Linked DNA regions of Zea mays: region 2 is linked to region 1. The links are chromatin contacts, called in public Hi-C maps. All regions are on one chromosome and are shown on one strand. The core of a region is the stretch at or near the end of the contact, and the rest is flanking DNA. Distances in the headings are between cores, read along the strand shown.

The links. Hi-C and Micro-C count contacts between places; a contact is called where the count stands out from the background.
Region 2: a Hi-C map of endosperm shows a contact between it and region 1, with 2.7 times the contacts expected there. The contact joins the promoter of LOC100192006 here to the promoter of LOC100284935 in region 1. A contact is called at or near these places in 2 of 25 Hi-C or Micro-C datasets (ear and endosperm).

What each region holds. Positions count from the first base shown.
Region 1 is chr5:32,349,977-32,356,686 of Zm-B73-REFERENCE-NAM-5.0, reverse strand. LOC100284935 reads left to right here and starts at 3,629. Exons shown (of 4, transcript NM_001400625.1): 1 at 3,629-4,081; 2 at 5,435-5,539; 3 at 5,846-5,902; 4 at 6,563-6,710. The coding sequence starts at 3,842.
Region 2 is chr5:32,557,729-32,564,438 of Zm-B73-REFERENCE-NAM-5.0, reverse strand. It overlaps LOC100192006, which reads left to right and starts at 3,532. Exons shown (of 9, transcript NM_001137430.1): 1 at 3,532-3,774; 2 at 4,524-4,572; 3 at 4,990-5,078; 4 at 5,165-5,221; 5 at 5,313-5,375; 6 at 5,463-5,528; 7 at 6,506-6,592; 8 at 6,690-6,710. The coding sequence starts at 3,670.

The sequences.
Region 1 (6,710 bases), core at 2,380-4,879:
TCTTCAGATCACCAGAAGCCAGTGAAGAACTTCCAACCTCAGTTGATGCTTCAGTAGAATTGAAATGAGCCTCAAAACCAGGCTTATCAGACTTTGGCTTCTTTAGGGATTGTTGATACAAAAGAACAAGGTGCTTAGGGCAAGTGCAATCCCTAGCAAAATGGCCCTCAGTACCACATCTAAGGCAAGCTATATTGCCCTTAGATGGTAGAGTCTTGCCTTTTCCTTTTCCTTTCTTGTGGAATTTGTTCTTATTGAATTTGTGAGGTCCAGGAAGATTCTTAAATTTTTTCTTGAATCCTTTCTTATTCTCAGTCTTATGCACATTGAAATGTACCTCAGGCAGAGGGGCAGACCCAGGAGGGTGCTGCTGAGCATTCTTTAGAAGAAGCTCATGATGCTTTTCTGCTTGGGTCAATGTGTGCATAAGTTGAGAATATCTCTGGAAATTACTAGAGCGATACTGCTGATGCAATATCCTGTCCTCTGGGAGCATGGTAGATAGAGTCTTCTCTATCTTGTCTGCTTCAAAGGGCTCTTTCTCGCACAACTTCAATTTAGAACAAATGCTATGAAGAGCATGGTTATATTCTGCAACAGATTTAAAATCTTGCAGTCGAAGGTGGTTCCACTCATGGTTGGCTGACGGCCATATGAGTTCCATCTGTTGTTCATAGCGCTCTTTGAGAGCTTTCCACAAGTTATGAGGGTATCTCTCCATAAGGTACTCCTGCTTAAGGTCCTTATGGATGTAAAGCCTCAAAAGGAAAAGTGTTATGTTCTTTTTCACCTCATTGACTGGATCAGTACCAGTGATAGGTGCTGCTATAGCATCAGTGGTCCCACGAGAAGCAAAAGTTATTTCAATATCTGAAGCCCAAGTTGGGTAGTTATGCCCATCAAGGGCGAGTTCCTCGAACTCTTTGGTTGACATGTTCCTACAGTCATGACCATGGACATCCATTTATTTACGTATAAATTAATAGTCACAATGGTGATGTTGTAAGCTCAAATGCAAAAACCTTAAAATTACATGTGTTATGAGTTGCCTGAAGGTTCCAAAGCTTCCAATTGAATAAATAATTTGAATACTAGTGAGCATTGTATAGATAATCCTCAAATTAATGAGGTAGATCTCCTAGTAGTGGGCAAGAAACTTGCTGCCTAAAAGCACGGTCTCTGGGCTGATAAGTTCATGGATGAACAAACCGCAGCCAATGCTTAGGTCTCCACTACCCATGCTCAACTAATTATCAAAGTAAAATTCAATAACTCTTACATGTGATATGAGTTGCCTGAAGGTTCCAAAACTTCCAATTGAATAAATACTTTGAATACTAGTGAGCATTGTATAGATAATCCTCAAATTAATGAGGTAGATCTCCTAGTAGTGGGCAAGAAACTTGCTGCCTAAAAGCACGGTCTCTGGGCTGATAAGTTCATGGATGAACAAACCGCAGCCAATGCTTAGGTCTCCACTACCCATGCTCAACTAATTATCAAAGTAAAATTCAAGAACTCCATATCCTGCTATTTTGGATAGCACGTATAGGTAATCATCTCGAGAGATGTAGACCTCATAGAGATAGGCATTCCAAATGCTGCATCAAGCACGGTCTCTGGGCTACTAAATTCTATAAAAGAATTTAGTGCAGCCAATGCTTAGGACTCTATCTCTCTATGCTCTTAATCCAAAATAATGTAATTTTATTTTTTGCATGAGGTTTTATTAAGTATGAACTTAATAAATGCTATATTTATATGCAAATATAAATGAATACAAAAATAATAGCAAGTAGAGATATGTGAACTATTAATGTAAAAACAAATAATAATTCACGAACTAAAATCTGCTATATTCACAATAAAACAGATATGTCTTTACAATATTTGCAGTCTAAATAGCGAATTTAGACGCCTAAGATAACTTTGAACTGAAATTACATATAAAACAGAGTCTTATACTGAAATTTAGAATTAAAAATGATAAAATAGACCATTCTGGGTCCTGGAAAACAGCCCAGGCGGCCTGCCAGGCGGACCAGGCAGCGGCCTAGCGGCCTGCACACCGGCCCAGCTAGCCTGGCCTGCCCAGACGGCCCACCAGGGGCCCAAAATGCCTATATCAGTTGGGGGCGGCTAGGGTTTCCAACCCTAACCGCCCCTGTAGCCGCCGCCGTGTGCACCAGGTGGTATTGGCCACCGCCAGGAGAAACCGGACATGCTCCTGGCCGCGCCACCCAGGGAGCCGCACCTACGCGCCCACCAGGAAGCCGGACCGCCAGGATCCTCCGAGGAGCGCGTCAGGATCCGCCGCGAGCAAGCCACTGCGGCCGCGGCCCACCGCGTCCTTGCGCCCGCGCGCCTGGCTTGAGGCCGTCGGGCCGCTATGCCGCTCCGAGCAGCGGCCGTGGCCGAGCATCCGCACCGAGCGCGTGACCCGAACTAGGAGCCGGGCTCGCGACCGTGCAGGGGAGCCATGCCTGCCTTCTCTGGGAAGAGCCGCCGGGCTGCGCCAAGCGCTGCTGAGGAGGCCGCGCCGAGCGCCTCGTAGGGCTATGCCCAGCCCCCAGCCGCCTGTCTAGCGCGGGGCCGCGTCCTGGCCAGGACCGCGCTGGGGCGTGCCGCGCAGAGCCAGATCCGACCACGCCGGTCCGCGCCGCCAAGCGCAAGATCCGCCAGGCGGCCACCGCGGTCCGTGCCCAAGCCGCTCCCCCACCCCACCGGCTGTCGTGGCGGCAACCGCCACCGGCCGGACAGAGGCCCATTAGGCCCTCCCATTAGAGGAGGAAGATGGGGCCACCCCATTTGGGCGGTGGCCAGTGAGGATGACGCGTCCGCGTGGAGCATCGACGACGCGAGGGGGCTGCCCACGACGGGCAGCGATGGTTCCGACGACCACGGGCGCTGACGGAGATGGTGAACGACGAGTAACTGCCTCTGCAGTGGGCGGAGGCGACGGTGGTGCCGCCAAATCGACGTCCATGGGAGCGGATGTAGACGACCCCGCGTCAACCACCGGCACCGGTGGTGACGGGGATGCAGTGGGGAGTCCGCACTCCACCACCGGCAGCGGAACCACCGCTGTCCATCCATGGAGAACGCAGAAGTGCATGTTTTGCACTTGCACACGGCGTTCAGGGATGACGTGCACTGGTGGAAGTGCAGCGTCTAGCCCCACAGCAAACGCCTCCAACATGGCATCATCAACAATGTGCAGAACTTCGCGCATATGGCGTATGCGCATGGAAACGGTATGCTCCATACCTTGCAATTGATTTGCAGATCGAAGTTGATGTTCTTTGCAAGAACATCAAGAGTTCTTCCCTCCTTTTTTCTGATTTCTCCCTTGAGACAGTGATGATAACGTGTTGAACTCTATTGCAGTGCTCAGTGGCAAATGGAGAAAGACAAAAGAGAGAGACAAATGATAGGGATAGTTATTTATTGCAGTATACTGTAGTATTTATACAAAAGTTCCCAAGGAATATGTCCTTTGGGAAATAACTGTCATCATGACAGATGGATGGATTAGATCACATTTACAAAATGTTTTGTAACAAGAACCAGCTTTACTTACATGAGCCCATCCGACGTGGCAGGGAACCACCACGATCCGAGACGAAGACGATGCCTCCCAGTCCAAGAAAGAACGGAGCAGGCCGCAGGCGATACATACGACGCGATGACGGCACGGTCCCACCAGGCTGATCCCTCACGGTTCTTTCCTATTCCTATTCCGCTGTACCCCAGTCCCCACACACAAAGCACCGACTCACTCGGAGTCGGCCACTCTCACCGGCCGCGGCGCCCGCAACCGACCTCCCCTCCAGGCGACCGCATGGCGGAGCGGGAGCGGAAGCGGAAGCGAGCGGCGGAGGAGTGGGAGAGGCGGAAGAGGGGCAGGAAGAGGGAGAAGGAGAGGCAGGTGGGGTGGACGAGCGACCCCGTTGAGGCGCTTGGGGAAGATGTGATGGGGCGGGTGATGGAGTTCCTGGACGCGCGCAGCGTGGCACGATGCACCGCAGTCTCCTGCGCTTGGCGCGGGGTAGCGGCAGACAACCGCCTCTGGGCACCTATGGTTCGGGCCTTCTTCCACTGTCCTCTCGCACTCCTTTATATTTCGCGTTCGTTGGCCTGCGTGCGTAGGTTGTGCTCCTGCTCCAGTTCGACGATTTGCTCTGCGGTGACGAGAATAGGAAGCCTTACAATTCCCTCGAGCAATCGATCGAGCACCTTGGTGCTCAAGTTTGCTGGGATAGGAATGAGACTGACGGCACTGCTGGACTGGGGTGAAAATCCCTAAATTTCGTAGCTAGGAGCGCAGAGGCAGAGGACATGCATTATTAACTGATCTGCGCAGCTGCTTGCTGACATGGCCAAAGGCGTTATTTTTGGCCTTGCAGTTTTTGTGTAGGCCCCCCCTCCTTTCCGGGGATCTACTTTCCATGACAATATCATTATATGGTTTCCAAAAACGTTGATGCTGATTCAGTCCCCAGTGGTACTAATAACGTGACAAATCAAGCAAGCTATGTATGTTTCGTTAATGTATCCAAAGAAAGAAGCTTTTAGTGGCACTGACATGCTGCAGAAACAATTGTTTGTTTCATGGACCATAGCTGTTCGGCTCTTATAAAGTGACGGCTGCAGCAGCCACCCACAGCTGCTAGCACAGTGTTTTGTGAGCGAGCTCATAGCCACAGCCACAGCTTCAAAGTTTAGCTGAAACGAATATAGACATAAGAAATGGTACAAAAAAGAAATATATCCATTGATTCTATCTTTACGGTTTTTTTTTGTTTCATGTGTAAATTTCTGTTTTTGGCCTCATTGTAATATTTTCTGAATCATATGGGTTTTCAGCAAAATGTGTGTTGTCCAAGACATTAATCACGTTTATACCACTGGCAGTTAAAATTGATGCTATGAATGGACCCGTATCCACAGCTTTGTTAAACTGTTCATGGGATGTATTTAAATGACTAATACACCAATGAGGCCATTAATAGTATTTAAATGACTACTTTCATTTGACCATCCCAAATAATTTGTATTTCTTGGTTAGCTTGGTGATTATGAAATTTTGGCATATTAAAATTTTAAAATCTCTGCTTCCCTAAAAAAGACTGGAAATCATATAAAAAATGGAATATGTTTTTCAGTGTCTTGAATTTTCACTCTCACGAATGGGAAAACAGTCACTGATGTTAACAGAAGTCGAATATCCAATATAACATACTAGGGTTGAAAAATATAGTATTTGATTGCATCTCCTTCTAGATCAAGGAAACAAAAATGGTAAATACCAAAACTGAGACTAGGCAGACCATATTGGAGGAAAAGGAGGGGGCAGAAGAAAACTGTGGCAATATGTATATAGCTGTATTTTTCGTTCATGATACACAGCAGGTCCTAATCATTTTGCTTGTAGTGTACTGAATTGATGGCGGGAAAGGCTCATATCCCACGTTTAACATCGATCCGCACTGGATCCAAGTTGTCTACATATTCAATGGTCATTATGGATGGGAAACGGGTGAGTACAAGCATTTTTTTCATCTATGGGATCAACAGTGCAGTGGATGAACATCAATAGAATGCATAATGTATTGTGCTGATGTACTCTTGTAGATCATTTATATTGCAGATTCTGGGAATAATGTTAGTTATATTGTTTAGGCATCTATTTTATTTTGTGCCATTCATATATACAGTGGTAATATTGGGGAAGTTCTCTTTGGTTATCTATTTGATTTATCCTGAAGCTGAAAGTAAACTCTTAAGTACATACATTTCACTCCTCCATCACTCTCAGCATAAAGTACATCATTCTTTTGTTCAGAGTCGGATCACAAAAGAGGATCTCTGCGATCATGCGTGGGAATATCGTTTCACCATAGTAAGTTTTATTTTGGTTAAATTGCCTCCCTTTTTCTTTTCTTTTTACGGGCTTATATGGCATTGCATATTTAAATTCTTTTTGTGGTTGCTACTGTACAGCTGACTCTGCTAGTTTTGAGTTCAACTTGTTTTAGTCGGTAACAATCTGATGGATGCATGGGATCATGACAACTGTCAGCATCTCTCTAGCTTCTTCAGAGGTTGTAGCTTCTGAGCGCACTGAGGTAGAGTCGATGCATATATCTTAATGGTGGCAATTAAAGGCTATAACTTTGATATACTGATTTGGTCATAGTCTCAATGATAAGTTTTGATTAACACATCTTGTTGAGATCCATACAACAAACATATGTATCTTATGAACACAGATTTGTTTTTTGGTCTGTCACTTTGAGAATATGTGTGCACATTTGTCAAGTATGTAATCTGGTTAAATTGTTGATGTTTTCATTTGAATTACAGCTTTCTTTTTGTCCAAAATAAATCACGATTTTTTCTGAAAAAAATGCTTTAAAAACATAGGAATTCCATGCTACAGTTTTAGTAGCATTTCAATATGTTTTAGAGAGAGAATCATAAGCTTATGACAAGGTGCATAGATGAGGAACATCTCAACCGGCTGCATTCCTTCAGCGCTTACTCTTTTCTGCTCCTGCAGGCAGCACCTGATTACTGGAGGAACCTTGATCCATCATGGAAGCACACTGGTCCACCTATGCGACGCTACTTCCACCCCGATGGCTACCACAGTGCAGACCCTCATGACGCCGTGTGGGGTGGCCATGAGTGCACCTACACGGTCATAA
Region 2 (6,710 bases), core at 2,283-4,782, 210 kb before region 1:
AGTTGGTTTAGGCGTGAGCAGAAGGATTGTCCCCTCGTATAAGGACCGGTTTGTCATCTTTCACTACCTGTACTCATGATAAGTACAACCACTCGAGACTGTGTGGGCAGTCACTCAATCTGAACTCGTACGGTCCAACCCCAGGGTTATGAAGGCTGGGGAGCACCGGGAGGATAAGGAGGGGGAAAGTTTTGTCCGGTTTGGACATGGTGGTGGCCTGACTCCTTCCGGTATAACCGTTAAGGTTAGGACGTGCGAGGAAAGAAAGAGATTCGGATTCGGATTTGGATCTCACTGATCATGAGATCGTAGAGCCGGACTAGTGGGTAAAGTGTACACCTCTGCGCAGAGTTTGAAAACCTATTCGAATAGTCCGTGTCCACAGGAATGGACGAGTCTGGTATGGTATGGCAATTAATGTTTGGTTTTCAAAAAGGGTGCGTTTGAGAAAAGTGGTTTTTAAAAGGTTCGGCGGTTGAGCCGTGAGCTATGGTGGACGAGAAGTCCAGTAACTGTTTTTGAAAAGGAAAACCAGTGGGAAACTGCTGAGATACCTGGATGGTTTAGTCCAGGGGATTTTATTATAATACTGAAAAACTTCCTGCTCCTTTGGGAGAGGATGCGCTTTGCAAAATACAAAATGTTTTACAAAACAACCCTGCATAAAATATTGCTGTTTCTGCAAAATATCTTGAGCTCTACATATTCCATGCATTATATCTGATTTCCCCATTCCGTGGGTGAAGGTGGACTGCTGAGTATGTTTGTACTCACCCTTGCTTATTTTTTCAGAAAAAGGAGATCGGGTAAGAGTTACGACTGTTCCCAACCTTGCCTGTGGCTGTTGGACCGCTGATTTGCTTCGCTGCGTATATCGGGCTGCTTCAGCCCCACTCTGATGATATGTCCCGAGTTGTGGACCAACTCTTAAAGTTGTTCGCCACCTTTATAGGTTTGTTGTTTAAGAAGATCTGTAATCATCTGATGTATAAATGTGTTTACTAGCCTCCTGGGACTAGTAATTGTTTCACATTTGAGTCCCAGAGGATTGGGACGCTTCAAAAGGCCAGGGGTCAGCGTAGCTCGAGGCGATAATAATGGCACCTTGGCCACACGCATCCCACGACATCCACCATAAAGGATACAAGACGACCAAGCAACTAGTCACTCATAGACGAACATGACTTCACCATTGTAAAACACTCGGTTTTACCATTGCCCAATGACTCCTTCTCAAGGAAGTCACTGACGACCAACCCCCTCCTTAGCCTTTAAAAGGAGGAGGTCGGCCGCAGAAGACGAAGGACACATGGACCGACGAGAAGAACGCATCAATGAGGACCAGGAGTGAAGACCCAGAGAGCGGAGCCCCACCGTTGGGCCAAGGCTTAGTTAGGACTCCAGCTTTGTAGCCTTTAGGTCCACCTCCTCCACACAAGAGACTTGGGAGCTTCTCCTCCCTCTCTAGCCCGCTTGTAACCCCTACTATGAGCATTGATTAGCAAAGATGCCAATAGCACGAGCCACTAAAGATTGGATATAGGGACGTTCCGCCTAAACCAGTATAAATCTTGCGCCCATCATGCACACTGTCTGAAGCCTAGAATGCACACACAAATTTACTTGTCGGAGCTAGGTTCGAAACACTGATAGTTAGCCAGGACCCATGCCCTTTAGGGCTAAGGAGCCCCCCGAAGAAGTTGAGGATTTAGAATAGCTAAGTTTGATCTCATCTTGAAAGAAAAAGGATGAGGAAGGCCCATTAGGGTCAGTATGGCCGCAAGACACAAAACCCACATCTAAGGCCCTAGAAAATTATCCCTTAGTGATAGCTTAATGGAAAAGTCTTGGGTATAACATGTTAAATATATTGCGAACAACATTACAAGACTAACTTAGCCTACTAAAATAAGACATGTTGTAGGGTACTTGAGACCACTATGCAGTGTGAGTACCAACCCTACAATTACATGTGTGCACACGTAATGTACCATGAAATGTAATAAAGTAGAATGGACTATACATGTTGCTAATCAGCTTAAGCTAGTTTCCCTAGTCCTCTGTGTTTTCAAACACAGATGCTCCTACCCCTATGGTTAGTATGGTAGTCACCTTAGAAAGGATGGTAATAATCAAACCCTTGTATCACATTAAATGCAATACATGACATTACAAGCATGCCTCTACCCTGACAACACGCTCAAGGGCATACATACCCAACATATCTATGGGAGTGTACTCATGCATGTTATGACCATATCTGGTGAGACGATATTGCCTTCTCTCAATGATGGAAAGGGTCCTATATAGCGATGGCAATGGTACCCAAAACTCGAACACCTGACGAATTTTACCCAATATGAAGGCGGGTACGAGATGATTTCTTTACCCGCAGGCACGTTAATGGACAAGAACCTTTATCCATTGGGTAGATGGGTATGGGTACGAGTTGGTACTACCCATACCCGTGTACCCATGGATAAAATATACCCACACCATACCACTATAACCATCTAGTTAAAAGAAAATCCTTCTCTAGCTATCATTTGTTTAGCTATCAAGTTATGTAATCATATGATTTGTGATATTTTAACTTGAACTTTTTTGTGTGTTTATTTGATATTTTGAGTGACTGGTATATTAGAATTTTAAGACTTCCCTAGCGGGTACATATATGGGTAAGAATCTATACCGTTAGTGTATATGGGTAGCCCGACAGATAGAATTTTTTTGATGGGTACGAGTATGAAATGGTACTACCTGATGTACCCGTTGCCATCCCTAGCCCTATAGCCATGACTTCGTAGTACATGGGTATTATATTGTAACAAATGGTATGAGGAACTGTACCGAGCTTCATTAATATGTTGTTCACACTTTGGGTTAACCCTTGGTTTGTAACCTCACGGGGTATGATTATACTAACACATGCTCCATGATTACAATGACAACATGGTATGGAGACAATTGATCTAATAACAAGTAGAGCCCACAAGAAGCATATACATGTAAGCTTGACACTCCTTTGGACTATAAAATGGGATGGTAGAGCAGTCTTCCAAGATGTGAGATCAATCCATGAGCCACTTATTTTGTCATAAAAATCTATAGTATAAGTACGGTGATATTGGATATCTTGATCTAACCTATGCAATAGAATTCACATTAAAATAAGTTAAATGCACGTGTGGTCCCTAAAATTGAGAATTTTTTAAAATATATTTCTCAATTTAATAACTTGGTGTTCTATAAATTCGTACTACCCTCGTTTCTTAAACCAAACAATATCACCGCATGTAAGTATTGTAGCCATTTGCAATGAATTGGGATTGCAACTTTCTTAACTTCATCTTTATGATCATATTTGCAAAGTTCATTTATTTTTACGTAGAGCTGCGAAGTTTTTTTTTATCTTCATTTCGGGTCGTCTTTAAACATTTGCAAGGCCCACGGACGACGGTCAGCGTGGTCCGAAATCACTTACCGCCTTCTCCGCACTGACTCGAGGTGGAACTGGGCCAGCCAGGGACTCTGGCCCGACCCGAGAACCTCAACCAAAACCTCACCTTGGCACCGCCGCGTCGCTCGGCGCCTCGTCGGGAACTCTCCGCCGCCACCCAGTGACCCGCCGCGCCTTGCAGCGGCGACGGAGGGACCAGCCAGCCAGCCATGACGACCCGCATAGCGCCAGGCGTGGGCGCGAACCTACTCGGGCAGCACTCAGCGGAGCGCAACCAGGACGCCACCACCTACGTCGGCAACCTCGACCCTCAGGTTAGGGTTCCCACATACCCTCGCTATTGCGATTCCTAGGTCCCCGCCGATGATAAAGTTATCCCTAAAGCACATAATTACTTGTGTGAACTGGTGACCCCGGATGAGTAAATAGCTGCTCTTTAATTGAAGGTACAGTGGTGTAACCATATTGAGTGGTGTAACCATATTGCAAGGACACCGTGAGTGACGGCAAACGCTAGATTTTTACAAGTATTGAGACTGCGATTGAACGGTCACTGGAAAAATCGTGCGTGTTTCGCTAAGTGGTAATGTTACAATCGTTGTTGTTTAAGTACATTTGTCAGGTTACAATCTAGACAATATGTAAAGTGTACTGCTTATTTGTCAGGTTGGGATGAAAATTGCTGTTTAGTCTTTCAGATTCATATCAATTTCTCTCTAGGTTCTATACAAATAGAACCATAGTCCAGGAATGAACAATTTAAGGCTGTCTCCAGCAGCTTACCCATCGTATCTTCCATCCTATCTTCTATTTCAAACTTCGCTAACTTCACTATGTGAACAGACGAACAGTGTAGTCTATAATGCAAGTGTTTTGCACAACCATTTGCACGATCTGCTGCGGACAACCTAATTACATTGGCAGTTACTTGGTGGAGCACATCTTTACTCCTCAATCCTCATGTATAGGAAACAATAAACATCCTGTAGTATATGGCTATATATTGTTTCTTCAGTATCTGTAAATCACGAACTGATGCCGATAGTTCTTTGATATATGACAGGTTTCTGAGGAGCTTCTATGGGAATTGTTTGTCCAAGCAGGCCCTGTTGGTAAGTGGATTTTATGTATATATTTTTTCTGTAATGATGAAGGACATGTCTGACGCAGTGGTGAGAAGCATTTCCATTGAGACAAAAGGTCCTGGGTTTGATGCAATCTCTCTGCAAAAGGCAGGAGTAAGGCTTGCCTTGGTTATTTCTTCCCTAGACTCCATTCATGTGGAAGATGCCAGCACTGGGTCTATTTTTTCTGTAGTGAGATGATAGTTTTGTTGTATGCAACACTTTTGTCTTTCCCTATAACAGCATTTTTGTGTTTTGTTCATAATTGTCTTTTAGCATTTTTTATTCTTTGTTTCTTTTGTTTTTTGATGATCTATATTATTATGTAATTGGAATTCTTTATTTTGGTTATCAAATAAATTCATTTCCTTTGTATTAACAGAATTACCATTCTTACATTTGTAGTGAATGTGTATGTCCCAAAAGACAGAGTTACAAACTTACACCAGGGATATGGATTTGTAGAATTCAGGAGCGAGGAAGATGCAGATTATGTAAGTCTATTATTTTGCAAATAGTTTACCCTATTCCCACATTCATATTTAGTTACCCTTTTATCTAAATTGTTTGCTTTCTACAGGCTATTAAGACTTTGAACATGATCAAACTATATGGGAAGCCCATAAGAGTAAACAAGGTATTTTCTCTTCATCTGTAGTATTTTATCATTGTGGCTTTGAAAAATCAAATATCATTTGAACACAACATGATTTTGTTTCTTTTTCCAGGCTTCCCAGGATAAGAAGAGCTTGGACGTTGGAGCAAATCTGTTTATTGGCAATCTTGATCCGGTGAAGGCCTAAATCCTAATTTCTTCATTATATGCTCTTCAATTCATCTGAATACTGAGTATATTTTTATGCTTGCTTTGTTAACAGGATGTTGATGAGAAGCTCCTCTATGATACCTTCAGTGCATTTGGAGTGATTGTAACTAATCCTAAGGTGACAGTTGACACACAGCAACTTTTATCTTCATGAATCTTGCAAAGTTATATTGGTTTGCTGTTTTCTGCTGATTATATAGCAGCCAAACTGGCGAACATAATATCTGATTTACGAGTAGCAGTATTATATAAATGCCTGAAGCTAATCCAAGTGATAGTTTACAGTTTTTTTTCTTCTCGAAAGCGCAGGAGAACTGCACATCATTACATTAAGAAGGAAAAAAAAGGAAGGCCTTAGAAGGCCACATAAAATAATCTGAATTCACTATACTTGAATTTCATAATCCAATTACTTTGCGAAAGGGCCTCTAGCGTAATTGTTAAGGCTTCCGAGTAGCACCTTTAGGTCCCGGGTTTGATCCCCCTTGGGGTCGAATTTCTGGCTTGGTAAAAAATCTCCTCGTTGTTCCCTGCCCGCTCTCGGGTTAAGTCATGCGCGCCACCCTCTGGCTAGGTTGTTGCAGAGTGGGTGGTGACGGCCCACTAGTGATGGGGTAGTGTTCGGAGATTTTCTCAGCCGGGACCATGTTTCGGTCTCTTTTTAATATAATACCGGGAGGGCGGTCTTTCCCTCCCTGGCTGAGTAATAATCCAATTATTTTCCAGGTCTTGTGCCATGTAACTTATGTGTAACAGTGTTTTAGTCAGTTTCAAGTTATTAAGCGCCCATCAGTTGGTAGCGCTATTTGCTTTCATTTGTACAAAATACAATAATAGCTTAGAGAGTAGATGAGCTAAAATCATGGTAACCATTATCCCATTTGATATTGCTCATAGATCTTTTGGGGCATTCTGGGTATAACTTAATGTGTGCATTTTCCTAAGATAAACTCATCTAATCAATCGTCTTGTAAGATCTATTATAAAATTAAAGATGGTGTTAGGAGTAACACCTGATCTGTTGCAGTGTCTGTTATTTTAAGAAGCATAGTTGTCACCTGCAGTAATGTATTGATCTTTTTCTTTTGTTTGAAGATAATGCGAGATCCTGAAACAGGAAATTCTAGAGGCTTTGGCTTTGTGAGCTATGAGTCCTTTGAATCATCTGACCAAGCAATAGAGGTAATGGAGTCATCACACTGATTTCCTGTATTTCAATTTGCAGTGGTTCTAGCTGTCTGGCATTTGTTTCATGCTGCTTTCTCTGCTATATTTTCAGGCCATGAACAACCAACATTTG